Regions from separate parts of the Anas platyrhynchos genome. Here region 1 is linked to region 2. The links are chromatin contacts, called in public Hi-C maps. All regions are on one chromosome and are shown on one strand. The core of a region is the stretch at or near the end of the contact, and the rest is flanking DNA. Distances in the headings are between cores, read along the strand shown. Region 1 has its middle 12 kb from the start of PLB1. Region 2 has its middle 24 kb from the start of SLC4A1AP.

Evidence for each region. Hi-C and Micro-C count contacts between places; a contact is called where the count stands out from the background.
Region 1: a contact with region 2 is called in a Hi-C map of liver, with 2.9 times the contacts expected there. The contact joins two enhancer-like sites. A contact is called at or near these places in 3 of 8 Hi-C or Micro-C datasets (liver, skeletal muscle and subcutaneous adipose tissue).

The regions. Positions count from the first base shown.
Region 1 is chr3:38,519,923-38,523,197 of IASCAAS_PekinDuck_T2T, forward strand. No RefSeq gene overlaps it. Among named protein-coding and RNA genes, the nearest start is that of PLB1, 12 kb to the right of the region's middle. Within about 2 kb of position 1,834, at least 5 of the 8 cell types and tissues checked have an H3K27ac peak or open chromatin away from gene starts, as enhancers often do.
Region 2 is chr3:38,121,844-38,124,777 of IASCAAS_PekinDuck_T2T, forward strand. No RefSeq gene overlaps it. Among named protein-coding and RNA genes, the nearest start is that of SLC4A1AP, 24 kb to the left of the region's middle. Within about 2 kb of position 1,453, at least 3 of the 8 cell types and tissues checked have an H3K27ac peak or open chromatin away from gene starts, as enhancers often do.

The sequences.
Region 1 (3,275 bases), core at 584-3,083, 400 kb after region 2:
TGAAAAAAGGGGTTAACGATGTTTGACTGCAAATGCTGGTTGCAAGGCCGGGCCTCCCACCTGATTTCCTTCCAGCACCGACTGGTCGCGACTGTCTTTTGTCACCATTAGCTCACAGGTGCTGGAATGTCCGCACCGGTTACCATCATTTGGTTTTGAAAGATGAAATTACACAGCTGAGCAAACTGCTTCCCACCAGTCTTCTAGCTGTGGGAGGCTGAATTCTACCACATTGACATGGAAATTGTGTTTTTCCCGACATCCCCATCTTGGTTTAGATCTCCACTTCATGTAGGGAATTCCCCCTCCCTCTTAAACAGGCTCACCTCCCCCCACCCTGCCATGCTCAGATCTTGTTGTGCAAGTGAGGGATCTGGTTGTTATCACGGGGAGAGTGTTTGCTCCCCAGCGGAGTCGTGCTGGAGGGGAGGTTGCCTGTTCCTTTTGCAAGGAAAGGATGCAAAAGCCATCTGTGCCTACAGCTGGGTTGTGATCAGTTGGCGACCGGATGGCATTTTTACTGAGTACATGGATTAAGAGAGGCTCCCTGTTCTCTTTTACCTGTCCATTCCCTGTCATGCTAGACTCATCCCTGATTTTTCCTCATGGTCACATTTCTTAGTGAAGTTCCAAGAAGCGGTTCATCTCCCTGGGCAGCATGTGAGGTCTTCTTGCACATTCAGAAGTTTCTTTCCACAGCTCTAGCATAACCTTGTGTTTTCTGCTGCTCTCTGATGGAGGGGAGACCCTACCTGGGTTAGGTCTTTTGTGGCAAAAACAATCCCAGAAGAGTGACCTGAATGTATTACACCAGAGGCAGCAAGGTGTCACAGGAAGGTTTTTTGGTGGTGGTTTTATTTATTTTTTTTTCCATCCTCTTACTTAATTTGGTCTAGAATCTGCATGAGCAGCTACAGGAACACTGCAGAAATTCTGCAGCCAATGGAAAGAATAAGTCTGTGCTAAACTTTAAGAAAGCTTAATGGCAAGTGGAGCTGGAGTGGGAGTGTGGGGGAAAGGAGAACATCCAGAATGCTGGTTTGAAGTGATGTTTCCACTGTCATGTGGGAAGGATGTGACAGAGGAAAACTGTGACATGGTTATTGCATCAGATACATTGAAGTGGAACAAATGATACTTCTTTTTTTTAAAAGAAAAGAAAAAGGAAAAAAATACCTTATGGTCCTACTCCTACTTATGACCATGACCTGATCCTCCTGAAGTTTCATTTCGTCATAACAAGTTCTCAAGTTCCATTGCAACAGTGCAGTGTTTTCTGCCCTGCCTCGCGTGGCACGAGAGGCCCCCATCCAGCTGTGTTTGGCCACTGTTAGCATCAGGAGATAGATTATCAATCTGTGTGGAAGCTGCTGGCACGCTCTCATAAGGCTGAGGTTTAAAAGAAGGTTTTTAATGTGTGTTCCGGTGCAGTGAGATCTAAGACACCTCAGGAAGACTTTCCTCGAAGAAGAAAGGACGAGGCTCCCAGGGAGGTCATGGAGTCTCCCTCCTCAGAGATACTCAAAACGTAGGTGGACGTTGCTCTGAGCAACCTGCTGTAGGTGGTCCTGCATGAGCAGAGGGCTGGACTAGACAATCTCCAGAGGTGCCCACCATCCTCAAGCAATCTGCATTTCTGCTTTTGACTCCATGTAGCTAGAAGTTCTGTATTGCAAGCATATTTCTTTTCCCTTCTGCAGCGTTATCGCATTTGAACTACAGAATTCCTCTGTACTAAATATCAGCTTTCCTGATACTGGTTATGTGAGGTCAAACAGATAAGAACTAGGCTGGGAGGAGGATATCATGGCAGACAAGAATGTAAACTGTTCAGCATGCCACAGTGTGAGTCTCAGATTTCTCTTTTTATTTTGCATGCTCTGTTCCACAGACTAGTGTGGGGGAAGAGAGGGAGACAGGCCTTACATGGCTGTAATCTACAGCCTGCATCCCACAAATGACTGTACAACTCTGCAAGCTCATAGGCAGTGCCAGTACCCATTGCCTATTTGCCTTTTGTGGGCTCTCATACTTTTTTTTTCCTCTCTCAGGAATAAGTTTTTCAAGTTTCCAGGAAAGGTAAACTTGGATCTACAACCGGTGAGCTTAGGTGGGTGCGTGGGTCAGGCAGGCTCCATCAGCTGAGTGTGCACGCTCCCTCTGGTCTCCTTGCCCCCTTTCTGTAACCCTAACTGGGCTCCCAGGCTCAGCAGCATTCATCAGCGTCTCCCAGAGATGACACACACTGCTGCTGGGGGTTATTGATGTGAGCATCCACGGCAGGACACAATGTTTGTTTTGGGCAGAAGGAAGAAATAAGTCAGGGTTTTTCCTTTGAGGAGCTCCGGTTATTCAAGTGCTGGATGCTCTAACATGGGCAGAAAGGTACATTTTACCAAATTCATAAAGCACAGCCCTGCTCTGACCTCTCAAAGCCAGGGCTTAGTGCACCAGTCATAGGCAATGCCTCTCGCAGCAGGAGCCAGCCTCCGTAGCCTTCGTCCTGGGCTGATGAGAACTGAGCTGCAATCCTCTGCTCCTCCCTGCCTGCTACGGGTCATGGGGGTGATGGGAGATGTTAGCTGCCTTTTCTAGCCTCCAATTCAGTGTTGTGTTTATGAGCCACGAGGACTGTGATTAAATCTCTACTCTGAGCAATGTTCTGAGGCCATACTGGTATCTAATTACCTTCTGCACTTCTGGCAGCTGAGGAAATGAAGATCTGTCTGTGACACTGTCTGTGGTGAAAGGGAAGGAATAGGAAAGGAGAGTGACGCCTTCAAAACATCGGCTTCAGGTGCTTCCCCTGGCTCTGCGCGTGTTCTTCAGCTGGCACCTGCAGCTGGGATGAGTGCTCACCCTGCAGCAGTGCTCTTCCTCCTCCCTGCTCCTGTCACCCTGATGCAAAAGCCATCACCCCTGTCCAAGCCTTTCCCCGGTTGCTGCAGGGGTCGAGGTTGTGCAGTGGGGGCATGGAGCAGAAGTAGCTGTGCAGTAAGGGTTTTGGCAGCCCACAGACCCCAAGACACAGCATGACTGTAGGAGGTCTGTGGCAGCATGGACCCTCCCAGAACATGGCTTTTGAGAGTATGGTTGGCTGCTGTGGCTGGGTAGGTCTGTCCTCTACCTGCGGTGGCTGTCCCTGTTTGTTGTTTTTTTTTTTTTCACTAGACACCAACTCTTAATTTCCCAGTGCCGCTTCTACCGTTGCTCCATGGACGTGTTCCTGGTGGTGGTGAAGGAGAACCATTTCCACCACAGGGCCGTATGAGGGG
Region 2 (2,934 bases), core at 203-2,702:
TTCGGGGCAGGAGGCAGAGTCGAAAGGATGACTGGATCTCTTCTGCAGGAAAAGGCAGAATACAAACTACGCTTGAAATGACTATGGAAAAACTTCTGTGGTGGCTATGGAGAGAGAGAGAGATGCAGGTATCTATAGCCAATATCGTTATCTTGTCTAAAAACAATACAACATTTACAGCAAATCAGATTTCCTTGCTCTGTCTCCCTCCCCTCTATCTGTGTCCTGCTGAAATCTGTAATGGCTGTAGGGTTAGCCCAAACCCGTTAAACTCCATAAGAGCAATTTGTCTCCATACCATGTGCAGAGACTTGTTTAATGTTGCTGTGTTTTTTAGCAAGTATCCAGCATCAATAAGACCTGACCAGCAGGTTTTTTTTTTTCATGTTTAAGGAGGAAAGAAAAGTCATGTCCCAAGCCATGAGGGAGGCACGTGTCTAAATAATACAAAGGAATTGAAGCTGTGCAAAAGCCGGGGGAGGAGGAGGAAAATGACAGACTTTCCGCAGCTGCTTGGAGCTTACTAGGAAGAGGAATAGCTGCACTGGGCCAGACCAAGGCTTTGCTTAGCTTGCTGTCTGTTGGATGCATAGAAGAAGAAGGAGCATAAGAAATCATACCTGTGTGCATGTGTATATGCATGTATCTATATGTGCTAGGAGAAGAGGCAGCAGTCACAACTGCAGGAAGGGAAATTCCTGTTAGATATTAAGAAAAAGTCTTCCCCATGAGGGTGAGCAGGTGCCCAGAGGGGTGTAGGGTCTCCACACCTGGAGGGGCTCAACACTTGGCTGGACAAGGGCCTGAGCAATGCCACCTAACTTGGCTTGGTTTTCTGGGTGCTAAACTAGATCACCCCCGGAGGGCTTTTTCAGCTTCAATTATTCAAACACATACATGTATATGTGCATATAAGTATACATGTGCATATAAATATACATATTTCAAAATAATTATGTATATAGTACCTCCTCTCTTCAAACTCATGTTCTTTGAGACTTAACCTGTTGCGCTATTTGCTTGTCTTTTCAATGAAAAGAGAAAAGTCCTTTTACCACGATCCTCCAGACGTATTCGTTCAGCGGTGCTGCTTGTGCAAAGTTCAATGAAGAGGTGGTTCCTCCGGCACTCGGTAGGGTTCTTGGCATGCCCAAAGCTCATGGAAGTGTTCCCAATATCTGATTTAGAACTATAATTTGAAGTCAAACACAAAAAAAAAAAAAAAAAAAAAAAAAAAAAGCACGCTACAAAACAGATTTCCAGGACCAAACCTCTGTATCTTTCGCATGTAAGTCCAAGTAAGTGTCTGGCCAGTGGGTGAGGATGGTTGTTGTGGAAGTGGATGCTCAACTATTGAGGAGAGTTATGACCTTTATTCTGTAAGGAGCGATAGTGTGGAATGAGGGCTGCGTGTGAGGGAGTGAACGGGCTGTTGTCAGTTGAGCTCTGTTTTTAGTTCTTGCTTTGGATCCTATTACCTTTTGCACAGAAACTGAGTTTATTTCTACATTCCCTCCAGCCTAAAGCAATTTATAGCTCTTGTTCTTCCCCTGGTGAGTGGGTGGGAAGCTCTTATTTCAGAGTCCTTTAAATAACCAGACTCAATTTCACCCTCATAAATTTGATCTCCAACACACATCCCCTTACTAAATAAGCAAATATTTTTCCTAAAACCAGTTTGACTTATTCCTAGGTTGACCTTTTGTCAACAAAACATGAAGATATTATCGTGATTGGAAACACTTCTCTCAGGCCCATAAACCAGGCAAACAAAAAGGGGAGCGCAGAGGGGAGAAAGGCTGGGGCTTAAAAACTTCATTTTGGAAATGTCAACTGGACAACCAAACAGCATGAATCACAAAAAAAATAGTGAAAGAGGCAGGGAAACAATGTGTGAACAATTACTGCACTGAAAGAGCTGGTAATTCATTGTATACATAACAAATCTGTCTGCTAAGCTGGGAATGATATTTCACTTAATCCTGTGGCACGGCCGGCGTTTTTCCATGCAGGGGCTGGGTTCAGGTGGCATCAGAGGATGGTTCGGGTGGGCTCATGCCCTTGGACAAGCCAGGGCAAAGGGAAACCTTGCAGAGGTCCACAGCTCGTGTATTGCGATGAATAGCTCAGGCTGGCTTTGCCAGGAGGGACACCAGAGGCACGCAGGATCCCTCCCTCCTCCATGCTGCAGTTGCCAGCCTGCCAGGCAGATTTTGCGTGTTGTGGGTGAGGAAGCGGCTTCTGAAAGGCACACAGTGAAACTGAAGGTGAGGGGTGTTTGCCCTCCGTCCCCCCCACAGGAATTAGTCCAGGCAGGAACACCAGTTGTGCTGCCTCCTCCAGAGGGCCTCCAGCTCCTCCTGCCTCTGCCGGGCCCCAGCACACGCAGGTTTGAGCCGTGCTGTGGCAAAATGCCCCAAAGAGGCCAAGGGTGGTTGGCGGGCACAGGCTGCTCTCACTGCTTCCTCTCCCAGCCCAAGCCCAGGCAGGTGTCAAGTGAGGCGAGTGATTTTAGCACAGCCTGTTCAAACTGGCAGCATCGTAAAACTCAGATCGTTCTAGAAGCTGAGAAATGCCATTCCTGTGACATTCGTGGTTTTTCAGTGGCATTGTGAGGAAAGGCCTGGGGTAAGCGTAGGAGAAATGGGTCAGTGAGCTCAAGAGTGGTGTAATTCCTGCCAGGAGACGGCTTGCAGGTCTTCAGTGGCACTGGTGCAGGGGGATCTGTCCCAGTGACCTTTCCTGGACGTGCCCTCCTGCAGGTGATTCCAGCCCCTCATCACAGCAGCTCTCACCTGCTTCAGACGAGTTACATCCTGAGCTAGCCCCTGCACATCGCCTGTGCTGTCATCAGCCCTGGCGTGATGTGGGAGGGTTGGTGGAAGAATTGAACAGTGAGCGTGCAGTGCTGCAACAGTGGGTAAAGACATTGCA